2 separate regions of the Mus musculus genome follow, and region 1 is linked to region 2. A link is a contact called in public promoter capture Hi-C data. All regions are on one chromosome and are shown on one strand. Each heading gives the region's core, a stretch centred on a gene start, on an enhancer-like site or on the middle of the called end of the contact. The rest is flanking DNA. Distances are from core to core; before and after follow the strand shown. Region 1 overlaps Tmcc2 (transmembrane and coiled-coil domains 2). Region 2 has its middle 17 kb from the start of Gm30242.

What was found. Promoter capture Hi-C pulls out the DNA fragments that hold promoters and counts their contacts.
Region 1: a contact with region 2 is called in a promoter capture Hi-C map of stem cell-derived epiblast-like cells, with 2.9 times the contacts expected there. The contact joins two enhancer-like sites. A contact is called at or near these places in 11 of 39 promoter capture datasets (the 3T3-L1 cell line, the HPC-7 cell line, the SN4741 cell line and 6 more), 15 of 484 Hi-C or Micro-C datasets (the AML12 cell line, B cells, CD8 T cells and 9 more), 6 of 115 datasets of contacts at active chromatin or transcription factors (embryonic basal ganglia, embryonic forebrain, embryonic stem cells and 2 more) and 3 of 9 other capture datasets (adipose tissue, liver and pancreatic islet).

Annotation. Positions count from the first base shown.
Region 1 is chr1:132,368,782-132,372,942 of GRCm38.p6, forward strand. The region is part of intron 2 of Tmcc2 (transmembrane and coiled-coil domains 2); the gene reads right to left. Among named protein-coding and RNA genes, the nearest start is that of Tmcc2, 21 kb to the right of the region's middle. Within about 2 kb of position 2,295, at least 92 of the 459 cell types and tissues checked have an H3K27ac peak or open chromatin away from gene starts, as enhancers often do.
Region 2 is chr1:132,165,644-132,170,446 of GRCm38.p6, forward strand. No RefSeq gene overlaps it. Among named protein-coding and RNA genes, the nearest start is that of Gm30242, 17 kb to the left of the region's middle. Within about 2 kb of position 2,723, at least 31 of the 459 cell types and tissues checked have an H3K27ac peak or open chromatin away from gene starts, as enhancers often do.

The DNA of each region.
Region 1 (4,161 bases), core at 1,045-3,544, 200 kb after region 2:
TGGGAACCAAGTTTGGGTCCTTGAAGAGCAAAATACTCTTAACCTCTGAATTACCTCTTTAGCCCCAGAACTAAGAATTTTTAAAATTATTTCTTTTATATTTTGAGGTTATAATATAATTATATAATTTCTCCCTTCCCTTTCCTCTCTCCAAACCTTCCCATATAACCCTCCTTGCAAATTTCATTGTTGCCTACATATAGGTATATATTTGTTGGCCAAATGACTTTAAATTCACAGCATTAATGTACAATATAAAGTCTGCAAATGCGTGACATTTCTCACTGCGCTCCTCCTTGTAGAGCTGAGTTTACACTTCAGGCTTCCCTGGACACCTCACCTCTCCACAGAGTATGAAAACTGACCAGGACAGTGTATGAGTATACAAAAGTACCAGAGCACTAGACCCACAGGGCAGCTTACCCACAGGCTTGTGAGCAGTGGGTTGTACCAGGCTCAGAGTGCATACCAGCACACGATACCTTCTTGCCTAAGGTCTTGGGCTTCCCATGATTGCCTGGGAATATCCCATGTCCTCCAAGGCATTCCCTCATCCATCTCTTTCTAAACATCCCTTTCCTTTTTCTTTTTAAAAATTATATTTATTTCATTATCTATCTATCTATCTATCTATCTATCTATCTATCTATCTATCTATCTATCTATCCATCCATCCATCCATCCATCCATCCATCCATCCATCCATCTATCTATCTATCTATCTATCTATCTATCTATCTATCTATCTATCTATCTATCTATGTGTGCAGTGTATGTATGCATATGGTCACACGTGCCACAGCAGACATATGGAGGACAGAGGCTATCCTGCTGCAGTTGGTGCTCTCCTTCCATAACTCAGGCTACCAAGCTTGGAAGTGGATACCTTTACTTTACCCACTGAACCATCTCACTCACCCATAACCTGAGGAAGAGGAGGCAGTTGCAGTGACCACAGGAGACCAGAAGTCAGGGAGGGCTAGAACTGGGGTTCTCTCCCACCACCCCCAACTTCTCTTTTACTGTGGAGCTGTCTCTGACTGGCAGGGCTTCCTTCCCACACTTCCTGATCCACAAAGCTCAGAAGAGCAGAAAAATGGTTCTGTTAGGCTGCATGGCATTAAGATGGCCATAGGGAAAACTGCACCCCAGAAGGACACTTCAGCTTGACTCCTAGAGTAGCTCATCACAATGGTGGTCAGGAAGAAGGAGGGAAGAGCTCTGGGGATGAACCAGTAGTCTCTAAGAGAAAAGGAACAAATAGGGACTACTCAGTGTCTGCATGGCAAGCTGGCAGGCAGAGCCCTTCTTCTCTATGAGGCTGTCCTTGTCTTTGTCCATGAGCAGAGACCCTCAGTCTGCCACTGTGAGCTGCAAGGATCATTTGCATGACCTTGTGTTTCAAGCTTGGTTCCACAGTTGCTCTAGAGCATAGGCTGAAAGCATCCACGCTGTGTGTGTGTGTGTGTGTGTGTGTGTGTGTGTGTGTGTGTGTGTGTATGTGTGTGTGTGTAAGGGCAGGAGTTAAAGGTGAATATGTCTGTCAGGAAGATACGTGCAGAATGGGCTCTGTGGATGCTGAGTTAACTTTCCAGGAGCCTGGCAGAGTGTTTGGGAGTCAGAATGGCTGATAGAGACCCTTACCCTGCTACCCACAAGCTATACAAGCGATACAGCCTGCAGGATGAGGCCAATGAACCAGAATGGGCTCAGGCATGGGCACGGGCACAGAGAGAGTGTGTAAACTGTGCCTCGGCCTTGCTAGCTGCCAATGGTACATGGGGCCTGACACACTGTACTGGTATAGGTTATTAGAACCGAGGCTCTCTCACCACATGTGATTGCATACACCCATGGACACATCACAGTTTCACAGACAGTTCCTTCACGATTTAGCCTGGGACAGAAAAGTAGCTGTCATCTGGAGTGAAGCTGAGAGTGGCAAGAAGCCATGGGGCGAGCTGCCACAAGTATTTAAGCAATGGTTCTGAAGGCCCTTGAGTCACCAAGCAACTCTCTCTGCAAAGGAGATGTGCTGCTGGGTAGACGGCACACATACTTCCTAGTAAGTGCTGGCCGTCCCTCTTGGTCACTTCCTCCACGCTCTGGCTGAGCAAGAGGCAGTAGCATGGCAGAAGCAGCTGTCACCACCGGCCTACAGGCCGAGGCAGATGAGCTGCAGCTGGAGGTGTCTAGCCTCAGCTTAGCCACACAGAGCTAAGTCTGGGGGCCATAGATGGGCTCACATTGTCCTGGAGCAGGAAACTGGAAGGAGCCCAGGTCCTGGGCCCACACTCCTCTGCGCGCCCTCAGGGCTCAGCTCGCTCTCACACTGGCTGCTTCCTCATTTAGCATACTTCCTCTTCACTCAATTTTGATATCAGGTCCTTATTTCTTTAAGATTTTTGTTTTTCTCTGCCTTAAATAAAACAAATCATGCTATTTACTTTTTTTCTCTCTTAAAAATAAAATAAATAGAGTTGGGCATAGCTCAGTGGTAGAGTCCTTGCTCTGCAGGCATGGAGCCCAGGGCTCGACTCCCTAGTACCATGGAACACAAATAAAATGTAAAACTCACTCAGCAGCATCCACGCATTCTACAGAGTGAGAAGCCCGAGAACAGCTGAGAAGCAGTTAAATTCAGTTCCTTGGAAGACAAAAGACTCCTGGGCTGCACATGTTGTGTGGCAAAGTCCCAGAGAGGCTTCTCAGGAGGCTGGCAGCTTCCCTGGTGCTCACCACGCCTCCCCTGGAAACAGAGGTCAGGGAAGTCATTACCCCACACTTACTCTTAGACCTAACCAGGTCACCAGTAGGTACTGCTTTCTGCTGGGAAGACAAGAGAATGGTTTATATTGCTAACTGTGAGCTGCAGCAGTCAAGGAATCAAGGCAGGCACGTACCCTAGGAGTATGTGGAGAGACACGGGCAGGCATGTACCCTAGGAGTGTGTGGAGACACAGCCCCAGGAGCTGGAGCAGCAAACAGAGGGTCTAGTGAGGGAAAGCCCCAGCACAGCATTGGCGTGCATATACCATGAGACCTTTCAGCTGCCTTCAGGAAGGGAGGAGGCGCCTCCTCTGCCTGCCAGGCTTTTGTTGACCTAATGTCTCAGATACTCTGGTGTGTGTGTGTAGGGGGTGGGTAGGTCAGGGCAGGACTGTCACTCCTGGGCATGGGAACCTGGTCAGTGGAAACAACCATGTACCTGGCTCATGGTTGAGCAAACCAAATTCACTTCTGAATGGTCCTCTGCTCCCCAGAGGAGGATGTACTGGGAACAGGCCCTGAAGAAAGTGACCCAGAGGAAATGGTATCTCCTTTCTGCACAATTTTTAGGACACAAAGTACCCTCTACCCGACCCCATTTGCCACAAATAATTGAGAACATTTTTTTTTTCCCTAAAGCAGGGGATTGAAACACAATTCCTGTAGGCTCCCGCTGACTCAAGGGCTCCGAGCTTACCAGGAGCTGATATGATTAGACAAGAAATATGCACAAAAGCACTCTGCAAACTGTAGCATGCTGTTTGACTGACTGTTGGTACCAGCATGTCTCAGAGGTGTGCCTACAAGACCAGGGAGTCCCCCAAAAGGTAAGTAGACAGGAACAGGGCCCAGGTAACATTGAAGTTGCCTTCTCAGGAGGCGAAGAAACCTTATATAATGAAGTTAATATTACAGGGCGCTTGTCTATCCAGGACAAGGTTCGCCTTTCCAGCTGCCCTCAAGGGGGCCTCTTGATCACAGTATCACTATGGATCTGACTTAGCTTTTGTTGAACATGCTGAATTATTCACTAGCTATGGATAGCAAGCCAGTTCTGGGGTGGGGGGAGGGGTATCAAGAGAGCTGTAAGGAAGAGAAAGGAATATACTGGGAACTAGAATGGCAGCTGGGGTCCAGGGGCAAGGGCGCAGACAGGACCTCTAGAATATTTGAGGAGCCAGGGCCACGAAGATATGCCTGATGCTCTGTTTGTGACATCCTGGCACCTGTCCCTGGAGTAAAAGGAGAGGTTGGAGAAGGCCTAACCTCTCCACTGTAGCTCAGGAGAGCCCCCAATTCTCTGAGAACCCTCAAAGGGCTGCGGTGGTGTGTGTTCTGTACCTCTGTTTTTATTCCAAAGTCCTCTGCCTGGCAGGGATAAAGCCAGAAAGT
Region 2 (4,803 bases), core at 1,473-3,972:
CCTCAGCCCTTTCCTTGTTTTCTTCTTAAAAAAAAAATTTTTATTTATAGATGGTGCTTGATACATTGGATCTTGCAGCATAGATTATGCTAGCCATGATCTTGCAGAGATCCTCCTGTCTCTGCCTCCCAAGTACTGGCATTACAAATGTGCCACAGTGTCCTAGTCTGTCTGTCTGTTTTTTTGTTTTTCGAGACAGGGTTTCTCTGTATTGCCCTGGCTGTCCTGGAACTCACTCTGTAGACCAGGCTGGCCTTGAACTCAGAAATCTGCCTGCCTCTGCCTCCCTAGTGCTGGGATTAAAGGCTTGAGCCACCACACCCGGCTAAGATTTTTTTTGTTGTTGTTGTTTTAATGTGTATGAGTGCTTTGTCTGCGGATATGGATGCATACCACATGTATGCAGTGCCTGCAGAGGCCAGAAGAGGGCGCAAAATCCCTGGATTTAGAGTTTTAGAGATTAATGAGTGTGTAGGTGCTGGGAACACCAAGTTCCCTTTAGAACTCCCACTAAGAACAGCAAATGCTCCCAATGGCCCAGCCAGCTCCCAGGCCCCCCTTTCCTTTTATTAACTGTGTCACAAATACCTCCTAATATAAAAGGTACTATGTACATTGATGGTGGTTTGCATCCTGAGTGATCTTGAAAGACTCAAAAGCTTGATTGAGGTGGAGCACGGACCACAAAAAACTTCTTTTTATGTATAGGAGTCCACTGTCGCTGTCTTCAGACACACACCAGAAGAGGGCATGGGATCCCATTACAGAGGGTTGTGAGCCACCATGTGGTTGCTGGGAATTGAACTCAGGACCTCTGGGAGAGCAGTCAGTGTTCTTAACCGCTGAGCCATTTTTTCAGCCCCTCAAAAGAAAACTTAATCCCAGATGGTGCCAGTGGGAGGTGGTGTGACCTACTGGGATGTTATTGACAGGGGAGTGTGGCACACCAAGTGTTTCTTTTCTTTCTCTTCCTCCTCCCCCTCTCTTCCTCTTTCTCCTCTTCCTCATCCTCCTCTTGATTTCTGCCTATGAAATGATTGGTTTTGTGTCTATCCCTACCCTGACTTTCCACCATGCTAGTTACTCTCCACAGGCCCAAAGCAATAGGTCAGACAGACAAGTTCCCTCAGAGGTTTGTTGTAGTGAGAGAGGGAGATCTGACTGACAGGACATTGCTGTGCATAATCACCAGTGTGTTTGTCTAACTGTTCGTGTCTAGCTTCCTGTATTTAATATGATATATTAAAAGTTCACCCTTGTTTTAATACATTCAATGCATTATCTTTTTGTCTATCTGAAAAATATTTCACTTCTAGGATTATGCTCTATTTCGTTACCCATCAGTCTATTGGTGGGAAATTGGGTTGTTTTCGGACAGTCAATTTTGAAACATCAACCCAAACACTGAGATTCCCGTACTTATGTGGCCGTGAGTAGCCATGTACCAAGTGTGTGAGTCACACAATCATTCTTATTGCAGAACGCAATGAGACATGCCTTTAATCCCAGCACTCGGGAGGCAGAGGCAGGTGGATCTTTGTGAGTTCAAGGGCAGCCTGATCTACAAGGTGTGTTCCAGGACAGTCAGAGCTACACAGTGAACTCTGTCTTGAAGCAAACACACACACACACACACACACACACACACACCAGTTGAGGAGACAGAATCACACTGTGTAGCACTCCTGGTTTAGACACTAGGCTGCGCTCAGACCAGGGATATTCTTCTTGCCTCTGGTTCCTGAAGACTCTGGGATCACAAGCCTGACTCAGTCTTGACAGCCATCAATAGAACCAAACATACATGTTTAAATCATTGCTATTCTTTAGAGCACAATAGACAATAAACTGAAGCTCACCAACTGGGAAGCTCATCTCGCTCTCTAGACCGTCTTTTCATTTGCTATGGAATCTGGGATCAATATACAAAAAAGGATTCGAAAGCCAAAGACGGCTGAGCCAATATCTACTGCTTTGCCTCTGTCACCTAGATCACCTTAACAGTTCTGAAAAATGTTATTCCCGTATGTGTATGGGTGTTTGCCTGGGTGTGTTTACCAAGAAGGACAGAAGGGTCAGATCCTCTGGGCCTGGAGTTACCGATGGTTGTGAGCCACCATGTGGGTGCTGGGAATCAAATCCCAGGTCTCTGGAAGAGTATCCAGTGGTCTTAGCCACAGAGCCATCTTCAGCCCCTCATGTGATCAGCTTTATCACACCTTGATTTTCAAGCTTTAATATCTTTGAAATAATTGTCACGCAGCTTGGGAATGCTCATTGCTTTCTCAGTGGTTTGATTGTGCTTATTATAGTCACCCGTCTAGGTAAGTGTGATATGCTAGGCGCGGGTCAAGGGAACAAAAGCAGAAGAAGCTGACAGCCTGAGAAAGCATCGCCCCGGTGGGGTTGGGAGCGAGTCCTTCAGCCTGTCTTTCTGGTCTGTGAACTCCCTGCTGAATGAGCTGCGTGAGATGGAAATACTGACTTACTCTAGCTGACAGGATGTCTACCTCATTTTCAAAGCCAAGCGGGCACAGCTCTCAGGCATCAGTGTTTCTAAAGCCTACGTCTGCCTTGGCTGTCACAGCAGAGCAGTGATTCCGTGAGAAATGTGTGTGAGCAGACTTGTGAGCTGAGACTCTCACTGCAAAGGCCAGGACGGCTGTTCACTCATTCCTCTTCCGCAGCCATCCTCCTGCCCCGCCCTCCCAGCCTGCCGTCCTGCCCCGCCCTCCCAGCCTGTCCTCCTGCCCCGCCCTCCCAGCCTTCTCCCACCCCGGAGAAGCAACATACAACCGTGGAATACTTTTTGCCTTCATTAAAATGGGCCAGATATTGTAATTACTTCCCAGGGAGCAAAGGGCTTTGCATAAGGGAGGAAGGGATGTGGCTGAAAGTCAGCACCACATGCAGAATTCATGAGTAGGGCTAATTGGGCTCCACTCTGAAGCTGATCTTAGCTGCTTGGGGGAAGAAGATTACCTGAGCCTGGCTGGCCTGGCCCTGCTCAAACCTCCATTCCTTCCAGAGCCTTCCATGGGCTCAGGGAGCCTCTAAATTTAGAGTCTGGATGCTATGGCAGACCAACAGTCAAACCTTAGCCCTCGGGGCTCCTGGAGTCATTTTTTTGTAACCCACAGGTGTTTACAGGTACACAGAACAGATATGGGGAAAAGTCAGAAAACGGGATGGCTCTCAGTGTCTCCCAGGCCACGTACACAGCCTGCCACTTTGCCTACCTTGGCAAGAAGCAAAATCCCCAGGAATCCACCCAGAAGATGTTGGTTTAAGCAGGAGGAGCAGGCTCCGCTGTTTACCACGTTTCTCAGGAATTATGCTCAGTGAATCAAGAGTTCTGCAGAGGTTGGTCACGGAGCTGGGGGACCTTGGGGTGCTTTTCTTCCCTGATGGCCTATTATGGTCTGGAAATGAAGTGCCCTCCAAAGGATCATGTCTTGCAAGCTTGGTCCCAAGCTGGTGATTGGCTGATGAAGGCTAATTTAGTCAATTCACTGATCATTGATGGATTCATAATCTGGTGGCTTTATGGAGAGGTGAGAGAAAGCAGGAGTTGTGGCCAGGTCGGTTTAGGATCGTTTGAAGGGTGTCTTGCCCCTGGCCCTTTTCTGTCTTCCTGATTCCTGCTGCTGAGAGGTGACCGCGCCCCTCCCCAACACACACACTGCCATATGCCCTCCTCTCCTTCCCCTCCAGCTTCTCTTGGTTTCCTAGTTGTGTTTTTCCTGCGCTGACATCTTCTGGATGACGTCTTCTGTCACCCACTTGACCATGTTTGAACTTAGTGGCAAAGAGGACATGGGATTCTTTGAAGAAAGAATGACCCAGGCCAAGTGATGGTAGCACCTACTCTTAAATCCAGCACTCAGGAGACAGAGGCGTATGGATCTCTGAGTCTGAGGGCAGCCTGGTGTACAGGGTGAGCTCCAGTGTGGCCAGAACTGTACAGAGAAACCACCTTGAAAAAAAATACAAAGAAAGAAAGAAAGAAAGAAAGAAAGAAAGAAAGAAAGAAAGAAAGGAAGAAAGAAAGAAAGAAAGAAAGGAAATAAAAGAAGGCACAATCCAGTTCCTTTACTGTACAAATGACATAACCCAGTCCCTTCTGCTGTCCCTCATGGATTCATCCTGACACTCTACCATCTTCCTTCTCAGCTCCCACAGCAGGAGGGGCCCAGCCTCCAGCCTGTGCCTTCATAGCTCCCTGTTGGGTCCTTAGCTGAGACCCAGGCAGCAGGGGAAGTCTCCAGCACACCAAGGTTAGCTACTCAGGCCCCTCCTGGGGCCCATTGCATGGAGAAAAGTAGATAAAAAGCCAGGCCACTATGCTGACCACATTTTCACTTTCTTCATCCAAATCCAGAATTTCTCCCATGGGCTTGCTGGGAGCAACTCAGAAGAAAAAAAGTGGAAACCACCTCTGGCCAGTCGGGGAGGAGGAAGCCTGTCCTGGTAGTTGAAGAAGCTCTGTTCAGCTGAGCTACTGCAAGGGAGATCAGGCAGGATTTAACATCTCTGAATCTCTAACCTCCAGTCAGTCACCACCTTTGCCTCTCTACTATGGAAACCCTGAGCCCTGCCCAGCCAGGTCAGGGACAGCCAGGTCAGGGACAGCTAGGGCAGGCACAGCCAGGACAGGGACAACCAGGACAGGGACAGCCTGTCCAGGTTACCAAAGTCCATTTTCCAGTAAAAGGAAGGGATCTTGCATAGCTAGCATTCTTTTAAAATAAGGAAAAATGTGTGTGTGTGTGTGCTATATGACACTATGTAGACAGAATGACA